Regions from separate parts of the Mus musculus genome. Here all the other regions are linked to region 6. Evidence: chromatin contacts called from public HiCAR-type, HiChIP or PLAC-seq and promoter capture Hi-C data. All regions are on one chromosome and are shown on one strand. Each heading gives the region's core, a stretch centred on a gene start, on an enhancer-like site or on the middle of the called end of the contact. The rest is flanking DNA. Distances are from core to core; before and after follow the strand shown. Region 1 overlaps Pdlim1 (PDZ and LIM domain 1 (elfin)). Region 2 holds the start of Pdlim1 (PDZ and LIM domain 1 (elfin)). Region 3 holds the start of Aldh18a1 (aldehyde dehydrogenase 18 family, member A1). Region 4 overlaps Sorbs1 (sorbin and SH3 domain containing 1). Region 5 overlaps Sorbs1 (sorbin and SH3 domain containing 1). Region 6 holds the start of Tbc1d12 (TBC1D12: TBC1 domain family, member 12). Region 7 holds the start of Cc2d2b (coiled-coil and C2 domain containing 2B).

Evidence for each region. Promoter capture Hi-C pulls out the DNA fragments that hold promoters and counts their contacts. HiCAR-type assays count read pairs that join an accessible place to other places. HiChIP or PLAC-seq counts read pairs in DNA pulled down with a chosen protein or histone mark.
Region 1: a contact with region 6 is called in an H3K27ac HiChIP or PLAC-seq map of differentiating embryonic stem cells, with 9 times the contacts expected there. The contact joins the enhancer-like site here to the promoter of Tbc1d12 in region 6. A contact is called at or near these places in 7 of 39 promoter capture datasets (the 3T3-L1 cell line, the C10 cell line, hippocampal neurons and 3 more), 2 of 484 Hi-C or Micro-C datasets (gonadal supporting cells and uterus) and 8 of 115 datasets of contacts at active chromatin or transcription factors (astrocytes, cardiomyocytes, differentiating embryonic stem cells and 5 more).
Region 2: a contact with region 6 is called in a promoter capture Hi-C map of hippocampal neurons, with 5 times the contacts expected there. The contact joins the promoter of Pdlim1 here to the promoter of Tbc1d12 in region 6. A contact is called at or near these places in 11 of 39 promoter capture datasets (the 3T3-L1 cell line, 3T3-L1-derived adipocytes, the C10 cell line and 7 more), 5 of 115 datasets of contacts at active chromatin or transcription factors (astrocytes, embryonic stem cells, large pre-B cells and 1 more) and 1 of 9 other capture datasets (liver).
Region 3: an H3K27ac HiChIP or PLAC-seq map of stem cell-derived neural progenitor cells shows a contact between it and region 6, with 6 times the contacts expected there. The contact joins the promoter of Aldh18a1 here to the promoter of Tbc1d12 in region 6. A contact is called at or near these places in 1 of 39 promoter capture datasets (hippocampal neurons), 4 of 115 datasets of contacts at active chromatin or transcription factors (astrocytes, embryonic forebrain, embryonic stem cells and 1 more) and 2 of 9 other capture datasets (adipose tissue and pancreatic islet).
Region 4: a contact with region 6 is called in a HiCAR-type map of astrocytes, with 4 times the contacts expected there. The contact joins the enhancer-like site here to the promoter of Tbc1d12 in region 6. A contact is called at or near these places in 7 of 39 promoter capture datasets (the 3T3-L1 cell line, the C10 cell line, hippocampal neurons and 3 more) and 1 of 115 datasets of contacts at active chromatin or transcription factors (astrocytes).
Region 5: a HiCAR-type map of astrocytes shows a contact between it and region 6, with 5 times the contacts expected there. The contact joins the enhancer-like site here to the promoter of Tbc1d12 in region 6. A contact is called at or near these places in 1 of 39 promoter capture datasets (hippocampal neurons) and 2 of 115 datasets of contacts at active chromatin or transcription factors (astrocytes and stem cell-derived neural progenitor cells).
Region 7: a HiCAR-type map of astrocytes shows a contact between it and region 6, with 6 times the contacts expected there. The contact joins the promoter of Cc2d2b here to the promoter of Tbc1d12 in region 6. A contact is called at or near these places in 1 of 39 promoter capture datasets (hippocampal neurons) and 1 of 115 datasets of contacts at active chromatin or transcription factors (astrocytes).

Annotation. Positions count from the first base shown.
Region 1 is chr19:40,240,081-40,243,939 of GRCm38.p6, forward strand. It overlaps Pdlim1 (PDZ and LIM domain 1 (elfin)), which reads right to left. Exons shown (of 7, transcript NM_016861.4): 4 at 3,326-3,519. Among named protein-coding and RNA genes, the nearest start is that of Gm41845, 30 kb to the right of the region's middle. Within about 2 kb of position 1,436, at least 138 of the 459 cell types and tissues checked have an H3K27ac peak or open chromatin away from gene starts, as enhancers often do. A contact at or near this core is called in astrocytes, differentiating embryonic stem cells, trophoblast stem cells and 1 more, where this site is marked.
Region 2 is chr19:40,269,782-40,273,531 of GRCm38.p6, forward strand. Pdlim1 (PDZ and LIM domain 1 (elfin)) reads right to left here and starts at 1,835. Exons shown (of 7, transcript NM_016861.4): 1 at 1,565-1,835. The coding sequence starts at 1,660. It overlaps Gm41845 (a long non-coding RNA gene), which reads left to right and starts at 1,785. Exons shown (of 3, transcript XR_877853.2): 1 at 1,785-1,999.
Region 3 is chr19:40,586,355-40,590,031 of GRCm38.p6, forward strand. Aldh18a1 (aldehyde dehydrogenase 18 family, member A1) reads right to left here and starts at 2,109. Exons shown (of 19, transcript NM_019698.2): 1 at 1,956-2,109. Gm27042 (a long non-coding RNA gene) reads left to right here and starts at 2,178. Exons shown (of 4, transcript XR_386705.4): 1 at 2,178-2,265; 2 at 3,501-3,553.
Region 4 is chr19:40,374,956-40,378,851 of GRCm38.p6, forward strand. It overlaps Sorbs1 (sorbin and SH3 domain containing 1), which reads right to left. Exons shown (of 29, transcript NM_178362.1): 7 at 1,690-2,061. Among named protein-coding and RNA genes, the nearest start is that of A930028N01Rik, 80 kb to the left of the region's middle. Within about 2 kb of position 2,401, at least 37 of the 459 cell types and tissues checked have an H3K27ac peak or open chromatin away from gene starts, as enhancers often do. A contact at or near this core is called in astrocytes, where this site is marked.
Region 5 is chr19:40,431,957-40,435,946 of GRCm38.p6, forward strand. All of the region lies in intron 2 of Sorbs1 (sorbin and SH3 domain containing 1), which reads right to left. Among named protein-coding and RNA genes, the nearest start is that of Sorbs1, 80 kb to the right of the region's middle. Within about 2 kb of position 2,290, at least 74 of the 459 cell types and tissues checked have an H3K27ac peak or open chromatin away from gene starts, as enhancers often do. A contact at or near this core is called in astrocytes and stem cell-derived neural progenitor cells, where this site is marked.
Region 6 is chr19:38,835,077-38,838,723 of GRCm38.p6, forward strand. It overlaps Tbc1d12 (TBC1D12: TBC1 domain family, member 12), which reads left to right and starts at 1,503. Exons shown (of 13, transcript NM_145952.4): 1 at 1,503-2,370. The coding sequence starts at 1,631.
Region 7 is chr19:40,746,654-40,750,560 of GRCm38.p6, forward strand. Cc2d2b (coiled-coil and C2 domain containing 2B) reads left to right here and starts at 2,164. Exons shown (of 35, transcript NM_001376940.1): 1 at 2,164-2,235.

The DNA.
Region 1 (3,859 bases), core at 186-2,685, 1.4 Mb after region 6:
CTATGCTTCCTGTTCCCTCTGAGCCCCTGGCACTCAGAAGTGCTGAGGCAGACTTCTCTCCATCAGTGAACTCGGCAGTAACCAGCATTCCCTCAGCACCTTCCAGTACAATGTAGTGCATTCCCTTGACAAGCTGGTGGAAAGGCCAGTGGCTAAGAGCCCACCTCAAAGATCAGGAGACAGGGTCTCAGAGGACTTACAAGGTCTGTCTAAACTCACTCGGCTGGCAGGAGGCAGAGTCATTTTCTAGGACTCTATCTACAAGCCTGAAGAAAGTAGTAGACGTCGAATAAATTATGAACTCTAGCCTGGGCATTACCAAATTTTAACAGGTCCCTCCTACACATAATTGAAGAGGTGGGAGCGAAGGTGCTAGCAATATTTCTTTCACAGAACTGGTACTCAGTAGGTACTCAAAACAGGATCACTAAGCTGAAGTCGCCTAGAAGGGAAGGGCAGCAGAGGGCCTCCCTCTCCACTGTCAGCAAGGAGGCCTGCTGAGGAGACAGACCCTCACCTGCCTTTCCAGATGGTAACGCTGCTGACGACATTCTGACCTGCCTGGGATGCTGCTGTACCAAGATCTACAAGACAGATAAGACAGACAGACAGGCAAGACAGACAAACAGACAGACAAGACAGACAGACAGACAAGATAGACAGACAGACACTGCTGCTGACATTCTGTACCAAGATCTACAAGACAGACGGACAGACAGACAAGACACACACACACACACACACACACACACACACACACACACGTACACACACACACACACACACGTACACAGCAGAATGATCTGAAGTGCTTGGACCCCTCCCACCACCCCTCAAAACAAAAAAACAAAGAAACAGGGTTAGCCCCAGGGAATGGGCAGTGACCTCAGAGGTAAAGTATGTCATGAGCCAGTTCTGGAACATCAGCGAATTCAGACTAAACAGTGGGGGTGAGCCAGCCCCTGGCCTTGTGCTGAGCAGGGATGGTTACGGAGTGCCTGCCCTGGTTGGCAGGATCATCTGAGAATATACTAGAAACAAGCCACCAGGCAGAGATCCCTACGCAAGAAACATGGCAGGCTCAGCAGCTACTTTCCCTCCAGCTTCAGGGATTCCCACGGCTTCTTAGATTCCTGCTCCAGGAGCTTGGGTTGAAACAGATAATGGGCCCCCTTTGCTGAGGGAATCTGCAAGGAGACTTGATGAAGACCTGCAGGCTGCTGCAGCCAAAGAAACCATGCCTGCGTGCCAAAAGCAGACAATGGGAGGGGGCGGGGCGCAATCAGGGAGCATGAGCGAAGAAGAAGAAAGAAGACGTTAAGGAAGGAAAAATATCTAAGGCAGCCACACTAAAAATACTTTCCAGGCACATACTTCTCTCAGTGCATAGCAGTTCTTTCAATTAAGGATGTGTCATTTCCTGGGTTATTAAATCCAGATCATGGAACATTCCACTCGGGGACAGTAAAGGAAGGGTCACGTTCCCAGCCTCTCCAAGCACCATAAGCAGCGGAACACAAGAATGGTGGTCCTTAGTGTTCAGATCACTGAGCTGCATGCAAGCTTCCCTTCAGGATGTGATACTTAGAGGATGCCCTGCCTGGCACTTTCCCTTGTATGCCCAGCATCCCCATAACCACCTAGAAGGGCGTCAACCTACCAAGCAGGTAAGACCTCGTGGGAACCATAATTGGCGTAAGAGATAATAGTTCTGGCCACTACAATTAAAGCCAGTGAGCTTCAGCCTCTTCTGAAACCAAAACCTCACCAGACTCTAAGGAACATACAGATCTGTTCCATCCGGTCCTCTTCGTGCCAGGGGCAAAGACTTGTGTGCAGGAGATGGCCAATAGTCTCAATATCTGTCTGATCTGTCTGTCTTCATCTGCTACCCTCCCTCCATCTCTCTCCCATCCCTTCCTCTCCCCAGACCCTGAAGACCACAAACACAATGGGGGTTCCTGTAACAGCTCTCAAAATAGTTAAGGAGCCTGGGACTGTAGCCCCATCCCCACAACTTGCATTTGAAACACTTAGCTTGCACCTAAAATGAGCTAAAATTTGGACAGATGAATAAGGAAGAAACTGGATGGCAAAACAGGCTTTTGGAGTTAACACAAAATCTGAGCGAGTAAAAGTCTACACCATCCCTGTGGGCTGTACATGAACATAGGGCTCCACAAGGGTAGCTCAATTGTGTTTGAACTGCGCTCCTTACCCTGCAGGCCCATCCTCAGGCATGAGTCCTAATCTACTCCCCACCCTCTGTCATAACACCGTCATTAACACTGTCATGCCCAGTTCCCTTGCCATGGGTGACTGAAGTGTCCCCAAAGAGTTAGGGACAGAGCAAATTTAGGGCCCTCTGCTGGAAGAAACAGGAGACCAGATAGAGAGGTAAAGGTAGATACAGCCCACAGGTATGTGACAGAGGACATGCCTGCCAGGTTCCACCTGCGGTCCCATCTCTCCTGTTGTTAAGCCAGCTTCTGTCACAGGTCAGAACCCATCCCTCTAGGCAGGAACTTGCAGCTTCATGGATTTAGCTCTGTCATTTCCGGTCTACATTAGTGAGGAAGCAAGCATTGCTTCACCGAGACTGCACAACTGTGTGTGCTACTAAGATCCAGTGGGAAGCATGGAGCAGTCCTCCCAAATACTCTACAATGAGGACTCCCTCAGGACACGGGATGACGGTCCTGTGAACGACCATGACCAGAAGCTGAGGGTGACCACCAGTGCTCAGGACAGGAACGATTCACCACCATTACAAGATCTGTTTGTGTCCGACATGGTGCTAGGCATTTTATATATTTTCTTTTCTCGCTGTCATGGGTGTGGATATCCACAGGTCACAGTGTGGGTGCACAGGCGCTCACACACATGTGGAGGCCCAAGGGTGACATCCAAAGTCTTCTTCCATTGCTCCTTACATTATTCACCGAACCCAGAGCTCACCCATGCAGCTCTTCTGTCCAACCTGTTTGTTCCAGATCCCGTCTGTACCTCTGAAGTTACTGGAATGACAGCCAAGCCACCAAACCCATATACAATGTATGAATGTGCTAGGAATAGATTCGTGAGCTCAACAGTAGGCACTGCAACCTTTGAGACACTGCACCAGCAACACATTTCCTTATTTTTACTACAACCTCTACAAAGAGGAGGGAAAGAGCCCTTTTCATGTGTAAAGAAATTCAATGTCAAAGGTTTCCCATGCCCACCCCCACCCCCACCCCCAGGCTTAGTAGTTCACCTTGCTAGAAAAAACTAAAGGAAAGAGTCTCCCTTTCCCAGAACCTGGAGACCTCAGGGCTCTACTTACGGCCTGCTGTTCGCCTCCTCCCCACTGGCTGAGGTCTTCGACTCCACAGCATTGTTGAAGTTAGAGATGTTTTCGGATGAGTAGAGGCCAGTTGGGCTGTTGTACTGGTTTGTGATGACCCGGGTGCTGGGAGCAGGTGAGGCAGTAAATGGCATGGCACTTCGGTTGTGGGCACTTCCTATGTGCAGGACTTCCTGAAGACAGGGAGCAGAGGAGACGTCAAGGAGCTGTGGATCCTAAACCCCTTATCCTGTACAGTACAGGGAGGACTTCCAGCTAAGCTACAGCAGCCCTGGCTCAAATCTAAACTTCACCTTGCTTCGAGCAGAGGGGCTCAGACAAAGGCAAGGAGACTGTGATCAATACGTGGTAAAGAATCCACAGATGTAGGACTGCAATCCCACATACTCTCTCAATCAGCTCCATCTCTGGCCCTCCCCTGAGACCCAGCAGAGCTGATGTTGGGTACCTCTAGGGAGGATAACATGTCATGCCTTGGGCTACCAGTACCCAAGTCAGAGCTGATTAGGAAAA
Region 2 (3,750 bases), core at 585-3,084, 1.4 Mb after region 6:
GCATGTGTAGTCTGCCTGCCAGGATACACTAGGCAGGCACAGTCGGGTGCAGTCCTGGGCCAGCCAGACTTAGGGTAAGAGGCCCATATTGATGAAGGCATAGCTCCCAGGCTTGAAAAGGTTGGTGGGAGGCTGAGAAAACAGCTCACATTTCCAATAACAAAGAAATTTCTGGAAGACAAGATGGGCATGTGGAAGACCCAAGTCTTAAAACTGGGCTGCCTGCTCATTTGGAGTCGGCTGGTCAAAGAGCCCCTTTCTAGGCCAGGCCCACCTGTAAGAAAGCCTGAGTGACAGCCACTGTGGTTGTCAGAAAAGCCAAGAGGTGGCTGGATGATTCCACAACTTCCACCTAAGTCCTTCAGCTGCTGGAGGCATAGCCATAAGTCAAAAGGACCCACTGGGATCTTTCACTTCCATTTCCATCCCAGAATCCCTCTGAGATTTAAAAAAAAAAAAAAAAAAAAAAAAAAGACACATTTACAAGACTGGAGGAGCAAGTTTAAGGTTAGCTTCAGCAGACAAGTGTACAAAAGAATGGAATGTGGTCCCTCTAGGTCAGGCATCCCTGAGGTTTTTCTATCTCCTTAATTAAAAGATATTTAGTAACACCCCCGGGGCCCAGCGGAGTCACGCGCGCGCGCGCGCGCGCGCACACACGCACACACACACACACACACCTATATGAAAGGACTAAAAATCTAAAGTATTGACTCTCAGTGGGACATATTCCTTGTGTTTGGCCCAAATCACATAGCCAAAGTGTGGACTTCCAAATACCGAGCCTGAGTCTAACAGGGGGTTGCATTTCAATTACGGGCCACGGGTCTAGCAGTCTGCGATTGAGCCACCCGCCCTCCCACAGATAAGACCCAACCAAGAAGTTTTCAATCATCACCACCACACACCGTTAGTGCGCTTCCCCAAAAGGAAATGGCCTTATCGCGAATAACCTGGAGGGCAGAAAGGTGATCTAACCACCTTAGACAGGGAGAGACTACGGAGGTTTATCTGGGGTTATTTCCCAACTCCAGTGTTTCCTGTGAAAGGCTTTACAGAACCGAGAGCCAGCCACGGGTCATATCCGAAGAGTGTAAAATTGTTGTTTCGGTTGTTAGCTGAACGAATCCCATTCGCCTTCCAGGGAACTTTTCTGTACTCCATTCACCTTCCAGGACTTTCTATTGCTTCCGATTAGCTCTCCCCAACTCTTTCACTGTGAAGAGCAAGGAGTGTTAACTCTTGGCGCACAGGGTCTGCGGAGCCCCAGGTCTCCACGCCCAGGCACAAAGCTTGTCTGCTTGCCGCGCCGCGCCACGCTTCCGGGGCGCAGAAAGAAAACTGTCTTTGGCCTTGACTCAGCGCGCACCGAGCCCGCTTGCCCCGGAGCGCGGCGGTTGGGACGGGGTGGCAGATGGCACAGAGCGCTCGGCGAATGGCGCACCTGGATGCGCCCCACCGCGATCCCCTCGGAGCTCCAGTCACCCCGACCTCCATAGGGACGCAGCGCGCCGCCACCCTACGAAACCACCCCGTTCCCACGCGCGTCCCAAGACGCTCTTACCCGGGAAATGGCGAGAGGTTGTTCGAAGTCCTTGCCGCCCACGAGGCGGAAACCCCAGGGACCCGGGCCCTGGAGAACAATCTGCTGGGTGGTCATCGCTAGGCACAATCGGAAGGGACAGACAGGCAAGGCACAGAACTGCACGGCGCGCGGGGCTCCCGGAGCAGCTGTCGGAGAAAGAGCGCGCGGCGGGAGTTGGGAGATCCTGGGACGGGCGGGGTCGCGAGCGAGGGCGGGGACAGATCCGCCCCGGCCGCGTCGCTGCAGCCCCGCCCGGCCCGCGCCTCCACTCCCAGCGGGCCCGCAGGACCTCGCCAGACTCTAATCCGGGAGTTAGGCTCTTCAACTCCGCCCAGCAGCCCCGAACCTCCGCCCGCACCTCCTCCCGCCCTACCCACAGCCTTCTTGCTGCTCCCAACCCGGCATGAAAGCTAGGTGAGACCTAAGCCTTGTCCCCACCTACAGCAGACCTTACAAACCCACGCGTTGTGCTTTGCAAAAAGTCGAAAAGGATTGAGCGAGGTCAGAGCGGTTTACACTTTTGGAAACCGCAGAGCCGTTTAAGAGGCGCTTTCAAGTGATCTCACCTGACGCAATTAGGCGCTTTATCTCTAGTCCCATTTTAGAGATAAAGTCATTGAGGCTGCCCGAGATTATAAAGCACCCCTAAGGCTACGCAACAACTCGGGGTTGCTACTGAATCATTTTCCAGGCTCCTTGGGCCACCCTGGAAGCTTTCCAATGCTAATGGGACTATAACGGTTGGGGGGGGGGGTAGTCAGGGGGTTATAATTAGGCTCTACGAAGTTCCTAGAAACCTTTCCTCCTGGCTGGAGTTGAAATTGAAGGTAGGTGAATTCTGACGTTCCCAACAATTCCATCATGAAGTCCGGGGTGGACCAATGCCGGGAAAGCGGTGAATGGAAATTCCAGGGTTCAAAGCTCCCTATCAGTTTCTTCTGTGAGCTGCCCCCAAAATAAGTTCTCAAAACAGATTAAACCACAACTCATGCTGTCCACTGATGCTTCTTCACCCTGAGTAAAAATCCAACCCTTTAAATGCCTCTAAGGCCACTCCAAGAACGACTTGAATCTGCTGTAATCTGTCTCCAACTTTGACCACACTGGCCTCCTACTCAGAGCTTTGCCATCACGTGTATCCTTCCCCCAGATAACTCAAGGGTTTCTTGCAGATACCATCTTCTGGTTAAGGCCATTTCTGAGAGCCATTTAAACATCCCCTCTAGACCCCCTTTAACTTCCACTGCCTTAATTCTCTGCCCATCCCTGTGTAGTCTATAGTTTACTTATTAGTTTGTCCTACCCACATTCCTAAGCGCTAGTTTCAAGACCTGACGGGTTTTTATCTTGCAAACAGCTCACTGCGGTGTTCCCCGCCTAGAATAATCTCATGATGGATGTAATACATTAGCCAACCTTAGGACCACTGACCCCCTCGTGGTTTTCCTGGTTCCCATTCATTCGGGAAGCTGGACACAGGTTGAATGGATTTGTGAAAAGTGCAGCTCCTCGCGACCCCCCGCGGTCCTGGCCAATCTTTTGCGGGTCTCTGCACAGATTTACATATGAAAGGATCATCTTGTCCCTCACCCAACACAAAGGCCTGTGACGGCCAATGAATTGCTCATTTTTAGAAATCAAGGTCATTCCTGTTTTCTAGAACTTTTAAAACCCCTTCTTGGGCTGGAGAGATGGCTCAGCGGGTAAGAGCACTGACTGCCTATTCCAAAGGTCACGAGTTCAAATCCCAGCAACCACATGGTGGCTCACAACCATCTGGAATGGGACCTGATGTGTGTCTGAAGAGAGCAATGGTGTACTCAGATACATCAAATAAATAAATAAATAAATAAATAAACCTTTTATAAAAAGGATTGGGGCCATAACTCAGTCACTAAGGTGTTTGACTTAAATGAGCAGGAACCTGAATTTGACCCCAAAACTCCTGTGGAAGACTGAGCTCAGGGGCAGGCATCTGAAATTCCAGCTACTGCAGGATCAGAGGTCATCAGGTCAGCTGGTTTAGTTTGCTTGGTAAAGTCCTGGGGCAGTAAAAGACCCTGCCTCAGACAAAAGGTGGGAGATACCTGAGGAATGACACTAAGGTTGTCCTCTGACCTCCACACACGTGTTCATGCACACACGTACATACTGCACCCACACAC
Region 3 (3,677 bases), core at 859-3,358, 1.8 Mb after region 6:
CCCTGAGGTTACAGAGGCAAACTCCCAAACCAGATTTGACACGGGTGCTAGAGATCTGAACTCAGGTCTCCATGCTTTCCCAGCAAGTACCTTACTGGGAACTGGTCCCCAAGTTGCTTTTTCAGTGGGCCTCAAAAACACATTAGCATTTAGCTCTATAGCAAAGAAAGAGCAAGGAACGGACTATACCATTCTGCAATTATTCTGCACAAAATCACAGACATGGAGAGAGGAGAAATGGGCAGGATGCTCTGTAACAGAACATACGGCAACAGGCGGATAACCGAACCTGGTGAGTGACCGACCGCTTTGCTGGCTTCCGTTTCTGCATAACACTGAAGTATTTTGTGGGCCCATGTCTTATGTTCAACACTTACATAAATCCCTTCAAAAATGGCTGCAAAACTATTACTTACACACATTCTGCAAAATACCTATAAAAAGTCAGTAGTGACATAATTCCAGTTGTGCCCGCTTTGTACCACCTCCCCAGACACTCTCATCTTCACATTGGACATAATCCTCCAGGTAGCTGGCTCATGTGTTACTGTTGCTCTCCCCAGACGGGCTCTAAGCTCCCCTTTGGGGTATGCTACACAGGGTGGGAATCCACACAACTTTAGATTGGATAGATCTAAGTGTTGGCTGTCCTTGCCATGGAGATTGCCAACTCAATCTCCTCATCTGTAAATGAGGGATAATAACGGTTTATATGGCCTGAGATCACCGTGGGAGTGACACAAGGCAAGGCTGGAAAGCGCCTGGGTGCACAGATAAGGCTATTGTCCACCCCCCTCTTCTGTCTTTTATAAGGCACTGACATTTCTTAACCTTTCCACTTACTTCCTTCACTGACACCAAAAGGTCAAAAGAGCCACTGATGGACAGCCGTGCTTAGTGGCAAACGCCTGTAATCCCAGCATTCGGGGGAAGTAGAGGCAAAAAGGATCAGAAGCCCGAGGTCGTTCTCAGCACACAGCCAGTTCTAGGCCAGCCTGGGCTACATAAGACCCTGTCTCAGAAAAGATTCTGATCGGGTCACATGCATAGTTCTAGACTGTTTACCCCTCTCTTGTCTAAGCACAGAAAGCTCTGAACGTCTGAGATCCTTGGAGGTATGAGGTCTACCATTTGTCTCTGGCCCAGGGAGGCAAGATCTTATATTGCAAACGACTGTTCAACCAGTCAGTTTGTTGTGACAGCAAAAACCAGACAGGTGATGCAAAAGCCCAAAGGGTATATACGTGGAGACTCTGTGATCGAGAGAGAAGTTCTTATATTTTAACTCAGAACAGCTTTCAAGTGACTAGACACAAACACACGGAGAGCTCTTATCTCACTTAGAGAAGTGAACTTCAGTCTCAACAAACTACCCAGAAAAACACATGCTGAGTTCATGGTTCACTACTTAATAGAAAGACAGAAACTCAAAGATAAATGTTGTTGCTTCGGAGGGTGGGGGAATAAGGCTGGGGTATGGCGTGCGGGGTGAAGAATCTGAGCGCACCCTTTCTGTGCCAGGAGATAATTATCACACACGGGGTCTCCGGGAATAACCCTGGCTGCAGGGAGAATCTCCTATGTACAGGTTCCATATGTCAGGTCGCGAGCCACAGAGAATTGCAGACTCAGGCCCTGGGAGTGCGTCCGTGGATGGTTTCACACCAGGTGTATGACTACTCGCAGCACAGGAGCCCTGGAAGCCGGTTGTGGACTTGGTAGGAAGAGGCTGCAGGGTCCTCCAGCCTCCGCTGGTAGCATACCCAAAAGATGGCCAGAGATCCCTGGGCCTCCTAAACCCTGCACCGGGAGCTGTGCATGAGCATCTCAGAGCACCTGGCTGCCCCGCGCCGCCGCCGGCTCCCGTGTCCACGCCCCTCCGGACCCGCGGCTGCACCCCGCATCTCCCCCTTTCAGTGAGTGTACCCCTTGCCCGGTGCTGCCCAGCCACCTACCTGCTGGCCGCCGACCCCAGCCCTGGACCACTCTTCGCGGCGACCGCCCTCTCCTCCGCCTTTTCTTCCGTCTACGTCCAGCTCTCCGGAGTTGCGTCAGCCGCGTTAGACTGAAGCCCCGTAGCGCCGCTGACGTTGGGAGACGGGTCTGACCCACGCTACGCCACGGCAACGGCGCAGGCGCTTCTGAGAATCGCGCCCACGCTCCACGTGGCGGCCCCCTCCCATCCCCAGGCTCCGCGCCCGCAGAGTATAGGGGCGGGGCTTCGAGCACCCAGAAAGGAACCTCCCCAGACAGCTTCCCAGAAAGGTAAGGAAGACTGGCTTCTAGTTGCTGATGGATTTCATAAAGCGTGTTTGACAGTTGATCGTCTATATGTCAGACTCACATTAGAAATAGATTGAATCAACAAAGACCGTCTCCCTCAAAACAAAAACAAAAACAAAGACTGGCTATTGAAAAAAATTGGCACCATGGTAAAACAAGTTGGCACCTAGTTACCCGAAAATAACAGCCCAAGTGTTTTCAGCAAAGGTGGTGGTAAGAATACTGCATTTTAAGACGGTGTGTTTAATCTCTGATTATTAATAACCACTGATTATCCCAAAGTTGAATGCATAACGGACACAGATCATCTCCTTCCGGGCTGGCAACGTTCTCGTCCCATAGCACCGTTCGTTGCAGGGAGGCCATTGTCTAGAGAAGGTCAACTGTGGCTGAAAATTGGTTCTTTATGCTTTTGTAGTCCTGACAATGCTACTGAGCCTATTCATTCATTTTCTAATTCACTAAAGGGAACTTACCACTACTTCTCAGTCCATGATGCAGGAGTATGGGGGGAAGGGCAGGGGGCGGGGAGCGGGGGGGAGTGGGGGGAAGGGCTAAAAGGAGGTTTCAGCTTAGGAGAGATCCACGCTCATGGATGATAGGTTTGCAGAAGAGAACATCTGGCTGGGAGCTCACCATACAAAGATTTTGAATCTTATGGGTCACCAAGTCAGTGAATCCAAACTTCTAAAGCCCTGGAATGATATGATCAGGTTTTTGTGTCGGAAATCAGCACAGAGGTGTAGAAACTGGGAAGTGGGTTAGCCTATTGCAAAGCGCCCTGTAAGAAATAAAGCAGACGAAAGGCGCCGACAGGGGGCGTGGGAGCAAAAAGGAAGGCGCGCTCACAGCACTTTTTGCTAAGGGTTGAGTACCAGGAAGAGGAGTTCTTTGAAATGAAATGTGCGTCGGCATATGAGATCTAGGAAGAAGCTGAGAAAATCTGTGCTTTGGGAAGGGTGTTGGCGCCAGGACGCGTTAAATTTTGAGCACGTTGAGGGTGGGGAGGTGGGGCATTAAAGAGAAACAAAACAGCAGGCGCTGATTAGATCTGGTACCCGGGCTTCTAAAAAAAGTGGGGGGGGGGGGGTGCGTGTGGGTGTGTGTCAGGGGTGTAACTAGACTAAGGGACTGGAGCTAAGTTAGAAGGCGATTCTGATTCTTCAGTTCACCCACAGATCACCTTATTGTAATTGCTTGTCTGTCTTCCCTCCTAGGGAGCAAACCTCTGGACAGCAAGAAAGCATATTCCTAGAATATGAGATACTTTGTAAGTATTTGAGGAGTGAATAATTATTATGTCTTTAGTTAAAAAAAACCAGATTTCTCAAAAAGTGAATTGGAATTGATCATCGGTGCTGAAAAAATAAATAAATAAAAGAAAATGAGTTGTT
Region 4 (3,896 bases), core at 1,151-3,650, 1.5 Mb after region 6:
GGGCCTTTGTCACCAATACCTTGGTTGAACTCTTTTAAATGTTCTCTATCTAGATAGCCACTTCTATGAGCTCAACTTTGGAGTAAGATCTTTTTCCAAGGCTTGAGGGGTTTGTACCAATCAACTTAGGGTCTGGATGCCACCCTACCAGGCACAGAGTACACCAGTCTGCAGCAAAGATGAGCTGCAAAGCTCAAAGTAAGAGATCCAAGCTCACGGTTCTATCTGGCTTAAATCCTGCTCTATCTATAACTGCACTGAGCTGCATCTGGAAGGTTGGAGAAGAGGCCCATCCCATGATGCAACAGTTCCCAGCTTTTGTGTGTTTGACACCTCATTACAATTTCCCCACTAAACTAAATAAGACGTTTCCTTCCTGTTCTCTGACTCGATTCGGCTTAACAAGCCGTTTAACCTAGTTTCATGGGCACACTTCTTCCAACAAAGGACGCAAGTAAATGTTCAGTCCTAGCCGCAAAACACGTGGTACTCACTGTACCACGTGTCAATAGTGGTGGTGTTTATGGCTCCAACATCAAAACCCACTTGATACCTGCAACCAAGTGAGAGGCCCCTGCTCCTTCCCAGACCCACTCAATCAAATCTATGGTATATAAACTAGACTTCTCCAGTGCTCGGATGATCCCATGCGCACCAACCAGCCTTGAGAGTGGATACTCTCTACCTAACTCCTCCAGGCCGTCTGAAAGCAGGAGTCCTGGCTTGTTGTAAGTGCACCTGTGAATGAATCCTAGTTGCTTAGAACATCGATGAAACCATCACTAACCTAGCAGTTCCTTTAACATCTTCATTCACTAGGGTAAGTCCTCAGCAACGCAGCTAACAGGAACTAGGACTTCCCCTAGGCTGGGCTGAATTGAGTCCACTGAGTCCCTATCATAGGAGTGGTTACGACATGATCCCACTGAGCCAGCAAGTGTCCTCACATTATGACTTATGATGTCCATTCAGATTCTTTCGCTCCGGACTTCTACTGTATCAGAAGCAGCTGGGCTGTCTATAAAGAGACTCATTCTGAACAGAGAGGACTTTTACATTTCCCACCGTTACTGATATATGTGTTTGCCACCAAAACCACAGTGGCCTCCTCCTCAGGGGCCCTAGCAATTATGTCTTGTGAGAAAGTCTTAACACATCAGTTTTCAGATCTATTTACTCAATTAGACGCACCGCCCCCACCCCCTTTCTCTCCCTCTCTCCGCTTCTGTTTAACAGAGTCCGCTTCATGAAATCAGCCAAAGAATAAAAACTTTCCTCCTCATAAACTCTCTTCTTCCTCGTGTCCTATCACCAAATCTGCCTGTGGCTTTCCACAGCTTTTCTCAGCCTTCAACACTACATCTGCCCTGACCTAGGAAGATCAGGACCAGGTGAGGTAAAGATCACAGACACTTCTCAGAGGGAAGACAGACTTCCATCAGAAAGACGTGCGTTCCCAACAGAGCAGAGGAAGAGAGTGTTCTTGAAAGGCCAAGAGTAGCCATAGGTGGCCCATAGGATGCACAAGGGAGACATGCTCTCAGGGATAGCACACACAGATCCAGCCAGCACACAAGCACAGTGGCCAAGGCCGCCTCAGAACTTAGTACTTCAGTGAGAAAGGGAGGGTTTTACTGCCAGGAGCAGACATTCAGGGTAGCCGTGGGGAAGGGGGTCCAGCAAGCTTACGGTACTTGAGACAGCTCCCGGGAGGTCAGGCTCCAGGCCTCTGTGGAGGTCCTCCGGGACGGGAGGGACCAGCGGAGGTGGTGGTGAGGGTGGTGACGTCTGGCTAGCAGGGGAGAGGGAGCCACAAGCACTGGCTGGCTGGCTGTGGTGGGGCCGCCTCTGCAGGTGAGGGGGAATGAAATCATCGAGTGTCGGGAAGGTCAGAGGTGAGGCAGCAGGGGTGGTCGCCGGGACAGTGTGGACGCAGCCAAGTGGCCCCAGAGATGCTGGAGTTCTGGCAGTGCCTTCTTGCCCTTGCCCTCTGTCAGTATTAACCAGGTAGAGAGGAACAACTATTACCTCAGACGGGGCTGAGCTGGAGGAGGTGGCACCCTGTGGGAAATAAGGGGTTGTTACGCAGTTACGCAAAGGGGACGGCAGAGAGACAGGAATTCCACATTTAAACAGTTGCGCGTGGACATGCAGTGATGCACTTCAAGAAATATTTAATCAGTGCCCTTTCCTCAGAGTACATGAGACAGTCAGTGCTAGCCAGCGCTAGCCAGCTGGCCTCCTGATACTCTATGACACAGAGGGAGCCCCATCCAAGTTCACTTTCCGTCTGTCTATTTTTGAAACCTTTTAACACTTTATGAGAGAGAAAGAGAACAAACAACAGAAGAGAGTCAGGTGGGCAAGCAGACAGCGTTTAACCCCACAAAACTGCCACAGAGCCCGCAAGCTTGGGAGCAAATGCAGTTTCTTTAGCACCTTGTCGTAAGACTTGAACACTCTTACCACGTTATTAGTCTATGAATTCCATGGTCTGGCATACTGAGACATTGACAGACAGGAGCCAGGGAGACAGGAGAGGCTGTGCTCAGAGAGTTAGATAGAAGGACTCGGGATTCAAGTGCTGTAACACTAGTGAGGAGAGGGAGGGCAGGGAAGCCCAAAAGACAAGTGAGCCGCTTCAACCGGTTCTGAGAGAGACAGTGTAGAAGACACACAAACATTCCTAGATTCTTGCCTTGGCTGGATAACACGGCTGCAAAAGGTAAGTTTCTTTGTTCTTCTGGTTTTCGGGATCAGAGGTAACCTGGGGGCCTAGCCTGGGAGGCCTCACTGCATCTGGGAACGAGGCCCATGTCCCCAGTGTGTGATTCTCACCGCGGTTACCGTCATCTTTGCGGTTGTCAAAGAATAGCTTGGGAGGGTCAGGAGGAGGAGCAGGGGGTGGTTTTCCTGTGCCAACTGTGGCTGTGCCAGGGACAAGGCAGGGAGCTGGTGCCTGAGTGCCTGCGGCCTCCGAGGGAGTGTCTGGGGCCGAGTCACGTGCAACAGGAGGGTAGTTTTCCGATGATGCCCGGCAAATGTTATTGGATAAACACGGGACATATAAGCTGCTGACCTGTTTATTCCCTGTGGCCTCACAACGTGTGTTAGAGCTCACATTCTTACTGTATACTAATCGGGAGGCTACATAGTATTGCTGGGGTTGGGAGGGCACTTCAAGGCCCATGGACCCCAAAAGTAATGAACGGGGACATGATGCATTTCGGGGAGCCAACCTAGCTCCCAGGGGAACAGAGGTGGGTGTAGGCAGTGAGGGGTTCTGTTGGCTGGGGGTGCTGGGTGGGATATAGGGTTTTGGTGAACTCATGTAAAGGGAGTCCTTGTAGTTGCGGTGGATAGTGGGGGACTGCCATGCGAAGCGGTCCTCTTGAGGGAAAGGAAGGCATGGGGGAGACAGAACCTTTAGTAGTGGTTTCAAGATATGACATCAGAACAGAGAGAAAGAAAGGGAGGGGAGAGATGGAGAGAAGGACCATTAGAAACAGCAGCATGGCATGGTAAAAGACAAAACAACTCTTTTGACAGAACTGTAAGCAAATCCTTCTGGTGCCCACAGCTGTTGTCTGGGCAGCTCTGAGGACTGCCTCACTTACCTGCAGGGCTGGCCTGCCTCACAAGCCAGGGAGGCGGAGCCAGCTCCATCACTAATGCTTGTCTGCCTGCATCCTGACTGTGGAGGAAGGCCCTGAGCTGAGTTCTCTTTCCTTCCCAACCCCCCTTTAAAAGTCTGAGTTCACTAGAGTTGTCTGAGCTACTTTAATTCTTTCCCTCTAGGAAAAGGAGAAATGGAAGGCCCTTCTGTGTGTGTGTTCACAGGAGTCCCTGGTTCTGTTCTCCACTCCATGACCATACAGAGTTCTCTTAGGGGAGGG
Region 5 (3,990 bases), core at 1,040-3,539, 1.6 Mb after region 6:
TACAACCACCAAGCAGCTAAACTAGAAAAGTGTGTGTCACCTCCGTAACACCAAAGAAACAGAGTCTCTCATGTCCTCCAAGACTCGCATGGCATCCTGCCTTGTCAACTTCAAACAGGGGTATTATTTTTAAGCTACTATAATTAGTTACCATTTGTCTATGAATCAGCCTTTATGAGGCAATAGCATCTAAGCCCATCAGATGAAACACGAGGCCACATCATGTCTGTTTATTATTTTGAAAAGGGAGGGTGCCAAGTTTCCTGCAACACCCAAGTCAAACACTGAAATTCAGAGGACAGAATGTCCCGCTGTCCACATTTGAAGATAGGACTATATTTTCATCTAATGCATCAGGTTCAGCTGGCAACAGGAAGGAACTGAATTCCAGAGGCCCAAAATAGGGTGTGAGTACTAAAGCACCTCTCGCCACTCATTGAGGGTAGTGTTTGTCTTTTAATACATTATGTTACAGCATTTTAAAGTGTTCATTTCATCAGCAAACATGAAAAAATGCCTGAGTGACAGGGAGTCAGCAAATGTGTTGAAGCTGGGGTTGTTGTTCTGTTTTGTTTTGCTTTGCTTTATTCCCCAATACAATGATTTCCTATGTTTCTCAGCACTTCATTCGCAAGCATGACTTCATATTAGCCTTTTCCGGAAGGTTGTAATACCTTCAACAGGTCTCGCAATACAATAGACTTTTTTGGTCTTCAAAGCCAAATCCAGCCAGAGAGGAAGCACTAAGACCAAAAAAGACCAAAGTGTGATAGCTACCTTGGTGTGCCCCCGAGATCCCATTAGAGGACATGAGCTCAAAGTCACAGCTGATAGGGACATCAGATAGCAACAACACCAGAGATACCAGCACAGGTATATGAGACAGGACAGCGGCCGTCGAGAAGAGGGGACTGGCTTTTTACTGAACACATTTATGGTATGAAAGACTTTTTAATACACGCACAGCCATCTGCCTGCATAAATGGCTACAGATGTGCCTGCAGCCACTTTTAAAGCAAGTATATGAGTTCTGATCCCAGCTCTGACAATTCCTTCCAGAAAGTGTTTTAATACATTAGAACATTGGCTACCTCCACTATACATAAACAACAAGGAACAGGGACTAAGAGAGCTGGAGTAATACTTGCCCAGGGTCAAAGCTCTCAAAAATCTGAAAATCAAAATTATAGGTGTGTGTGTGTGTTTTTAATGATTATTAAATGTTTTCTCATACAGTGCTTTATAATTTTTACTTTTAACAATCCTCTGGTAAGGGCACTATTGTTTACTCCTTTTTACTCCTTTAGACAGCCCCAGAGAGGTTTAGCAACTTTCCTGGGCTCCAGAGCAATGGAATGTGAACTTCAGCAGCCTAGCTCCAGGCACACTCTACTGTACACTACACAGTGCAAGCCTACTGTCATCGTCATCATATTATGATTACCCTTACATCAATCCCAATTTCACAAACGAGAAAAAGGAGGCTCAGAGGTCGGTCACAAGCCAAGATCACAAAGCTGGCAAGTGGCCAGGACGTGCAACCCAATCCACATGACTACAAACAAGGTCTCCCAACCAGTGAACAGACTTCAGTCCACGGACATCTCCATGTCAGACCTGATGCTCTGAAAATGCTTCTTCTTTGTTAAAGATAAAGGTAGCGGCAGCTTCCTTTAGGAGCTGAAAGATTTTTCACTTCACTTCTAGACCAGATCAACCCTTCCCACACTCCCTGGGGCCCAGTCCAAACCAGCCGCAAACAGCAGGTGCCCAGTCATGGCTGATGCCAACAAAGATGACGATGACAGAAATACTTTAAATGCTGGGCTATGACTTCCAAAGGGAATTAGACAAGTCTGTTATTTTCCTTTTTTTTGGGGGGGGGGGGGGGAGGGGCAGTTGTACATGGCAGAATGCTAGCAATTTCTAAAGCACTGTGAGCAAGTAGGTCCTAACTCAACAGGTGGGACGACGTTTCTCTTCTTTACTCTTTCCTACCAACCTTTCAATTCACAGGTTCCACTCAGACTTCCCTATGTTGTCACCTGCCACCCTAGAAGACAACTATTAGGTTTGATACTCTAGACTCACACACACTCGCGCGCGCGCACACACACACACACACACACACACACACACACACACACACACACACACACACAGAGTGGTCCTAGCACAGCGCCTTGCAGATGAAAGGCTCACAATATGTCTTCCTTGATTAGAATGATGGACCAGGCTGGCTTTCAAAGCGCTCCCTTCCACTGTGCAAGTGTTGCCAGGCAGCAGTCCTGTGCTGCTGAAACAAGGATGTGAGAATCATTTTAATTAGCACTCTCATTGTTTGTATGCAAATGCACACCCCTAACGTGGGCTCTTTAAAAAGCTTTCCTTAAATCAAACATCCCTCACTGTGATTTGCCTCTTTAAATCCTCTTCCACAGACAGTAAAGAGATCAACCTCAATAGAGCCAGGAGTCTTAATGATCCCAGGTCTGTAACAATAGACTTGAACTTCTTTGCTCTATGAGGTCAGCTCAGGGTTTCTCCTTGGACTTAGTCATCCCAAAACAAAATGGGTCCCAAGCTGCAGAACAGGGGACCACGCCTGGATTGCAGGCTGAGGGTCTTCAGGGTCACCACTGATTTTCCCACCTCCCTCTCCCTTCCCCACACACTCTGCTTTCTACTCAGGCTACTGAGTTCTCTCCACCAGCCCATCCCTAGTTGGTTCTTTCCTTTGGCTTCTGACCTGGTGGTGGGGGTGCCTCAGCCCAGGGAGAGGCTCACAAGCTCCAGGAACATTCAAGCACAGTGGAGTTGTTAGTAGACCAGCCCAGCCCAGCCAGCCCAGCCCCGTCCTGGGTGGGAGTCCTAAGGGACAAATCATCTGGGGATTAAGGGTGTGCTGGGAAGTTCTGGGTGGTCAACAGGGATGAATCCTGTAGGGAGTCATTACCTCTGCCCTGCAAGGTTGTAGCAGGCAGCCAGAAAGCCAGCCACAGAACTGGAGGGAAGAGGAAAAAAGATGCTGAGTTCTTGGAAGGGAAGTAGGGAAATCCAAGTTGAGAAAAACCCTTTGGTTCAGAGAGGGTTGGGAGGCAGAGAGCTACAGAGTCTGGAAAGTTCTTTAAAAGGCTCCGAAGCCCTCCTAGCACTGGAATGTTCTATTAGTGTCTGGGCCACAATAAAGGGAGCGGGGTAGAAGCTGAACAAAGCACTTGAGAAAAAGATAAGGCCTTGGATGAGTTAAAACAGTGGGGTATGAATAACCTTCAGGAGTGTGAGACTGCGTGGGCCCTAGAGGACAGCTTTGGGTGTTGCACTTGTTTTGTTTTCATTAAAGGCAGCGTCTCGCTCACTTGGCACTCAACAAGTAGATGAGGCTGGCTGGCCATCCAGCTCTGACTGAATGAGCCACTCTGCCTGACTTCATGTGGTTTCCAGAGATGGAACTCGGGTTCTTACAAGAGAACTCGGGTTGTCCACTGTACCGGCTGAGCTATCTCCCTAGCCCCGTCTGCAATTTTAAAGTTGTTCTCTTGTCAAAAAGAGAGGCAAAGAGGTAAAGAAGCTGCTGAAGTGGCCACTGTAATACGACAAGAAAAACTTGCCATGTGATGCTGCCCCATCCAACCACAAGGAGGATCTTTTTGGGAGGAAAAACCCATGAAAGCAACTGAGGCAGAAGACAGACAGGTATGAGACAGGCCAGCCTCAGCTGCTTTAGGAATGGCAGGTTTCCAGGTCCATCAGATCCTTGGCAAAAAAAAAAAAAAGTGACATAACTGCCATTGATGAATCAGTGATCCTTCAAAAATCTCCAGGATGGAGAATGGGTTGAAAGAAGGTTCTAGAAGCATACCAAGAAATCTCACATCAGCATCCATAAAAGTTCAAACCTAGACAATTAAATAAATGAATATCTAAGAAAAGCAAATACTGACTGCCACGAAAGGACATATGTTCACAATGAATAAGTACGGAGCTAAT
Region 6 (3,647 bases), core at 253-2,752:
TCTCTCTCTCTCTCTCTCTCTCTCTTTCTGGTTTATACACATTCTTTGGTTTTTCCTTTTGAAAGATGTTTTGTGTATGTATGTTCAGGTGTGTGTGTTCCTATGTATGAGGTAAGTATACACTCATATTTAGGGAGGAGAGAGTTCAACTCAGCTGTTACTCCTTTGGGACTGCCCATCTTATTGTCTGAGACATGACCTCTTAATAAGATCTAAGGCCAGCTGCCTTAGCCAGGCCGGTTACCAGAGCATCCCAGGGACTGCCTCTCCAATGTTAGCTGTACAAGGGCATTCTACAAAGTGGCTTTTTATGTGAGTGCTGCGATACAGGAAAGGTCCTCATGCTTGCATGACAACGTGACCAACTGAGCTATCTTCCACCTTTCAAAAGATCTTGATAATAAACGCTTTTACTGCTTTGTTTTGCTAAGTATTCCATTCTATTTCTATACTTGCTTTCAGAGGCATTTGTAGAATGAATGGTCTCTAGTTACTGCATTATCCTACTACAACAATGTCTATTTGGGCCTTTTACAACAACTTCATCTCTTCTGAAATACCAACACTATTGGGTCTCTGCCCTATGCTCATTCTTCTATGGAGGTAGAGTCACTTGATATCCCCCGACCCCCTTTGTGGCTTACATAAATGGCCCCTTCGACCAAACCAGAACTTTAACCCAAGTTTATAACTCTCACTATGTTAGTTAATTCCAATGTCTTTCCCCAATCCAGTTTCCTGTTTCTTCACACCACAGCAATCTCATAGCCTTGTTATTCCTGGCTGCTCTCCTATCACTCCTGTGGCTAGTTATTATGTCTTGCGATTCACACATTAAATACATTTTATTTCCACTAAACGGTCATTATATCTTAATCCATTACCACAGGTTGCTGCAGTTATTTTTTTTAATATTTATTTATTATATGTAAGTACACTGTAGCTGTCTTCAGACACTCTAGAAGAGAGCATCAGATTTCGTTACAGATGGTTGTGAGCCAGCATGTGGTTGCTGGGATTTGAACTCAGGACCTTTGAAAGAGCAGTCGGCAATCTTAACCACTGAGCCAAACAGTCCTTCTCGCCCTGGCTCCATTTCATTTCCGTACCCAGGTGACACGACAACCAACAACCAACGTGTTAAAAAGTGTTAGGAGATCAGACTTTGGTAAACATGGAAGACTAAGTGGAAAAGATAGGTAAGGGGCTGTCATGTGGACAACGAAGCCCTGAACGGTTCCAGGAGTTCTTCACTGCTGTTAGAGAAGGTAAAAACTGTCAAGACAGGAGCACTTAAACTAACTTCCTTAGTTTCCTCTCACAAACAAATCGCCGTCAAGTGATATGGTTTATGCGAAGTGAGCCTTGCCCTCCCTTAGGCTAAGCACTGTCACCCGGGTGGAGGATCTCAGATTGTCCTCCCGGGTCGCTCTAGCTGCCGTCTCTATGGTTCGGGGACGCGCCGGGTCGCGGGCAGGCCCGGCCCCGCTGGTGCGCGTGCGCGATCCCAGCGCGTGCCCGGCCTCCGGCAACTGCCCCGGCCGCCGGGTGGGAGGGGTGGGTCCGGGGACGTCGCGGCGGCCGTGGCCGCGAACCCTGCACGCAGGGCAGTCCTCCTCCGCCGCCTCAGATGATGGGTCCCGAGGATGCCGGAGCCTGCTCGGGAAGGAACGCCGAGCTGCTCCCAGTCCCGGGGCCCATGGGTCAGGACGGGAAGACCGTCCCGGCCACCAGCGGCTTTAGCGGAGGCGCTGTCGCCGCGGAGCCGCCGGAGGAGGCTGGAGAGGAGGAGGCGCCGCCGCCGCGGCAGCTCCTGCAGCGGTACCTCGCGGCGGCCGCGGGCCCGCTGAAGCCCGGGCTCGGCGGGGCGGAGGCGGAGGCGGAGGAGGCGGCGGCGGCAGCAGTCCCCGCGGCGCGCGGCTCAGGCATGACCAACGGAGACTCGGGCTTTTTGCTGCGCCAGGACCGTCGCGGCCCAGAGGAGGCACGTCGCCGCCGAACCTGCGGCCGTCCCTGCCTGCTGGAGCCCGCGGACGAGGGCGTGGACGGTGCGGGTGGCCTGGACGACTGGGCCGCGCCGCTCGAGGACCCGCTGCGGAGCTGCTGCCTGGCGGCCGGGGACACGGACGACCCGGACCCCGCAGCCGCCACCCCTGCCGGGAGGGCCGTCGAGAGCGCGGAGCCCAGCCTCGGCCTCCCCGACGCCCGCTTCGGCTCTCGGAACACGTTCGAGGTGAGCCGCCGTCAGAGCGCCGGCGACCTCCTGCCCTCAGCGGGGCCGTCCGCACCCTTGCCAGCGGCAGAGCAGGGTCCCGGGGGCACCACGGCTCGGGCTCGACGGAGCGGTGGCTTCGCGGATTTCTTCGCCAGGTATCACACTGGCCGCGCGAGGGGCTTGGGCGGGGCCGGGAACGGGCTGCCTTCCAGCGTACGGAACAGGAACGTCGGGACTCAGCTTTGATCTGTCGCTAGGGTAGGGGGACCGGATGGCTTTGTGAGCTCCGGGCCTGGAGCCAGGATTGGTGTTACTCCGTCCCCAGGAAGCGTTGTGCTTCCAGGTCTGACCAGCCTCCCAATACTACACATTCAGTTTCTTCATCTGGAACATCAGATAACCACTGCCCTATTATTTTTTTGTAATTGTATTACTAGGATTTGGACTGGGCGGGCGGCAGTGTGTGGTGTAGAAGTCTGTGAAGTTTATTTGCTTGGAGTCTAAGCCCGTTCCATTAGTTTGGGGATTCGAGGTTTTTTTTTAAAAAAAAAAATAATTTAACTGCACACTTATTTTGTGTTAATGTGTGTGCGCACATGTATCCTTGCGTGGAGATCAAACAATCTTTGGGCTCTTCCTCTCCCATTCTCTGGATAGGGGGGATTCAACTCAAGTCAAGTCTAGTGGAAAATGTCTTTGCTATTTTGCGGGCTTAGTTTGGGGATTCTTAAATTCAGAAATGATTTTTTTTTTCTTTTTCTTTTTTGATTTTTGTCGGCTGATCTCGAACTCACAGAGATCCGCTTGTTTCTGTTTCCCAAGTGCTGACATTAAAGGCATATGCCGCCATGCTGGGCTCAGAAATGATATTTTTTTCATAGTATTTGTTTCCGTTGCTTTTACTAAAGCTCATTCCTTGTCGGGAGTACACACTTTTAATGCCGGTACTCCTATAGAAGGATGAGGCAGGAAGATTGCCATGAGTTCAGGGGCAGCCTGGACTACACAGCTATTAGTAGATCTACTAGCAGACCAGCCAGGGTTACATAGCACGATCTTGTTTCTAAACAAAGCGAAACAGAACGAAACTGGCAGTTTAGTGCTTAGAATAAGATCCCAGTCTTTTAGCTCAGATTACTATAGCTCTCTAGGAAATTAGGAAATCCTCTTCTACTTATCTCAGATAGGCTTTATCTCTCTTCATGAACTTCCCTACCCCCAACCCCCAACCCCCATTGTTAATTGAACTCAGGGACACAAGGCAAGTAGCCTACCTATGGAGTTACATCCTCAGCAACATCATGTGGTCTCTCCTCTCTCTCTCTCTTCTCTCTCTCTCTCTCTCTCTCTCTCTCTCTCTCTCTCTCTCTCTCTCTGTGTGTGTGTGTGTGTGTGTGTTGGGGGTGAGGTTTGACTCACTTTTATGTGAGTT
Region 7 (3,907 bases), core at 914-3,413, 1.9 Mb after region 6:
CTAGGAGACAAGCTAGTGAGAGACCGTCTAAATGAGGCTCACCAGTTTTCTAGATAGGGTTAATTGAAGTGGGCAGGCCAACCCTGAGTGCAGGTGGCAATACCGTCCTATGGATGGCAGCACTGGGCTAAACAAAAAGGCTTTCTCTGTGCACAGAAGACACTGTAGACGACTTCTCAGTAACTATTGCTGCCTTGGATGATTGCCTGCCTGCCTGCCTGCCTGCCTGCCTGCCTGCCTGCCTGTGCAGATGTCTTTCTAATTCTTTGCCAAGAAATTAAAAATGTTCTATGAAATCTGATCTGTAGCTAGAGCAGTTAAAAAAATATATTATAGCCTGAATCAAAACAGTTCTGCATGTGAGATTAGACCACTAGTTTGAAATATCTACTGGATGTCAATTCTTACTCCGACTCCCTCCCCTCTGATAGGAAATGCTCTTTAACCTTGAAAATATTTAGAATTCCTCAACATCTGTTCGATAAACTCTTTGGTAGGAGATCTTGAATCCTACATTATCTTGACTTAGGTATTTGGACCCATATACTTAATGCTTAGGTATAATAGCAATAATACATTGTAGCACACACACACACACACACACACACACACACACACACACACCATGTGTACTTTTAAAAAATGCATAGCACTGGTTGATAATCCTGGAAATTAAATGTTCTTAAAGTTCATCATATTCTGTGATGCTTGCAACATGCAGACATTTCCCATTTAATCCGTGACATCAGTATGTAAGGGAAACACTCTTGACTCTGCTTTCTGACTCTGCTGTTGGACTGTAGAGATGGCCTGGCCCCTAAGGGCTAAGCTCACAACCCAAACGACAAGAATCTACCACCATTGCTCTTAAATTGCTATACCAGATGAGCCCTAGACAACAAGGATTTTATTTGGAATGAGAATTTGTCCAAATAAATTTTGAGGCGTGGACACAGTTAACAGTAAGTCGTTTTTTGTTTGTTTGCTTTTTCAGATAATGAGGCAAGTGGAACTTCTGAGTTCGTTCCCTTGTGCCGCAGGGTCTCTACCTCGCCTGGGCAGTCACCTTTGCAGCTGCTCTATTTCCCTACGTCCCTTTTCTCGAGGCCCGTTAAGTTTTAAAGACCTCCTAAGTGTCTTCAGAATCTCAGGCTAACGGCTCAATGGGGCGGACACAGAAAGAGGTTCATAAAAACAGCATATTGGAATGAAGGGACACACATCACTGTGCTCAGCCCCACTTGCAAACTCCCAACTGTATCAGTTCTGTTTAGGTCATCATTATTTTAACAAGGAACAAAGAGGCTTGCAGGGTGGGGACATACCGCTGTTTGATTTGTTTATTCATTTACTGCCTGCGATGGTGCGTTCGTGGTGTAGGTCGGCTTGCGGAGGCCACAGTGTGACGCTGGTTGTCTTCTGCCATCATACTACACTTTATTTGCTGAGACTTTGCTCTCTTCTGGAACCCAGAGCTTGCCCTGGGGGATTCCTGCGGCTGTCTCCACACTTGCCTGGCCTTACGTGGGTTCAGGGAATCTTAACTTCACTGACATTACAGTCTATGTGCTGAGCCATCTCCCCAGCCCCAAACTACCACTACTTCTCCTTCATAGATTTATTTTATTTTTAATTATGTTTCTATGGGTGTGGGAGGATATGTATATGTGTGAATGCAGGTGCTAGCCAGGCCAGAAGAGGGCATCAGGAGTTACAGGCAGGCGGTTGTGGGCCACCTAACTGGGTGCTGGGACGCGGGCCTCTGTAAGGGCAGTAAGTGCTCCTCATCGCTTGCTCTCCAGCACCCAGCCCAAGACTTAAAAGATATTAAATTTGTGACACGAATTGCAAGCTCTGAAAAAAAAATTGTTTGCACTGAGGGCTGTGGCATGGGGCCAGACACCAGTCTCTTGAAATGAAAAGCATCCACACTGCGCACCCGCTCTCCTGTCCCCTCTCCGTGGCGTGGCGCATGCAGTTCTTAAGCCGCCACTAACCCCCACCCCAAAGGGAGGGGCAAGAGAGGCCCGAGGGATGCGGGGGGGGGGGGGAGGGTTAGCTCAGGTGCACGAGGAGATCTCATGCACTGAGGCTGGATCAGAACCAGATGGCTGGGGAGGGGAGGGGCAGAGGGCAAAAACGCTCGCACTGCGCATGCTCTTCGGCTGTAGGCGTTGATAGCTGCTCAGGATCTGTCTTCACTTCCCAGACGCATCGAAAAGCAGTGTCCATCAGGTGAATGTCTTATCTCTCAAGGTCCCCATGACGGTACCAGAGTACACTGGGGATGCACCCCTCCTCTGTGCGGAATCCTGGGGCTGGGATAACAAGGCAACTAGGTGAAGTGGCAAGAGAGGGCACGGAACCGCGCCACCTGCCAGTCATCCCGGTTTTAGGAATAGGGGTGAAAACGTGTACATTTCACAGCTTCGAGGTCAGGGAGGGGTTTGGATTAAGTTCCGGTCAGAAAAATATTTCCTGAGTGGAGGAGGCTGGGCGGCTGGAGTTGAACTCTTTGCTAGGGTAAGCATTAGGACAACACCTTAGAATCAGCGGAACTACTTCAAGGTAATTTACTTCAAGCGGAACTTACTTCAAGGTAAGTACTGACAGAAGGCAGGTACAAGAGCTAGGAGAAAGTCCCTAGAAGACTACAGGATGCGAATTAGGCTCGAAATGTGGCGTGCAGTCCATTGAGAAAAGTTACAAAACTCAAAGCAAAGTGATGACCAGGAAAAAGCAGTCTTGCTTCACCCCTAGGTGGCAAGTGTGGCCCGAGGGCCCTCGCACTGAGAAGGGCCTCAGGGTTTCTCCAATTGAGACTGGAGTCCAGACCCAGAGATGGCTCTTCGACCTAGAATATAAACAGCACAGGACTCTCGCCAGTTTCACTAGACCCGGTGTCCGTGCTCCGTCGGTAATCCAGTGCACTCTGATAATTCTCAAGATCAGTTTCCAGGTAGCATCATTACATTGCCTTGGGTGTGTTAGATACAAGCCTTCAGTCCATAGGACAATCTGTGTCACCTGCACGCCTTCCTCAAACCATGCTGTAGGGCTTTGAGGGGGCAAAGGGGCAGAAGTGAAATCTTCTTGGTCTTGAGAGCACAGGGAACTTGGTTTTGATGTTTCCCAAAGATACCAGTTTACAGTTCAGAAGGTTTCTTTTCGGGCCATGCATGCATTCCTTGGGTCCTCCTGTCTCAGCTTCTCCTGTGTTAGGATTTCAGACATGCATCTCCAGCTGAGCCTGGGCCGAGATTCCCACTTCTTGATTTAGGGGGAAAAATCACAGATAAGTAAAAGATAAGAATTTCTGAACCTGTCAGGTAGTAAAATATCTGAGGGTCCTGATGCTTATTAAAGAATATGGCTGGTGGGAGGCTTTTGTTAAATTCTGCTTTTTCTGTAACCTGCTCCTAAAGGATAGTTGATGCTATGTGTTTAGTGGATTTTTATTTGGACAAAATGCAGCCCACTGTTTGAATTTTTATTGGAATATATTTTTTTTGGCACAACGTTCTAGCTCAAATAAAAGAAATTCTGAAGAACGCGACATAAGAAACACAACTGTCTGCAAGCATAACAGAGTATCATTAATAGTGTCAGGGATTGGTGCTTGCCCCGTTGGCTGGGTCTCAAGTTGGGACAGTTCTTATTGGCCATTCCCTCAGTCTCTGCTCCATCCCTGGGGCCTACATTTCTAATAGACAGGATAAATTTGGGGTTGAAAGTTTGGTGGGTGGGTTGGTGTCTCTAATGGCTCCACCGGGGTTCCTGCCTGGCTAATGGGAAGTGGTCTTGTCAAGTTCCATATCCCCAAAGTTGTGAGTCACAGCTAAGGTCACTCCCATTGATTCTTGGGTGCCTTTCTTATCCCAGTTCTCTGTCTCTCTTGGAGATGCCC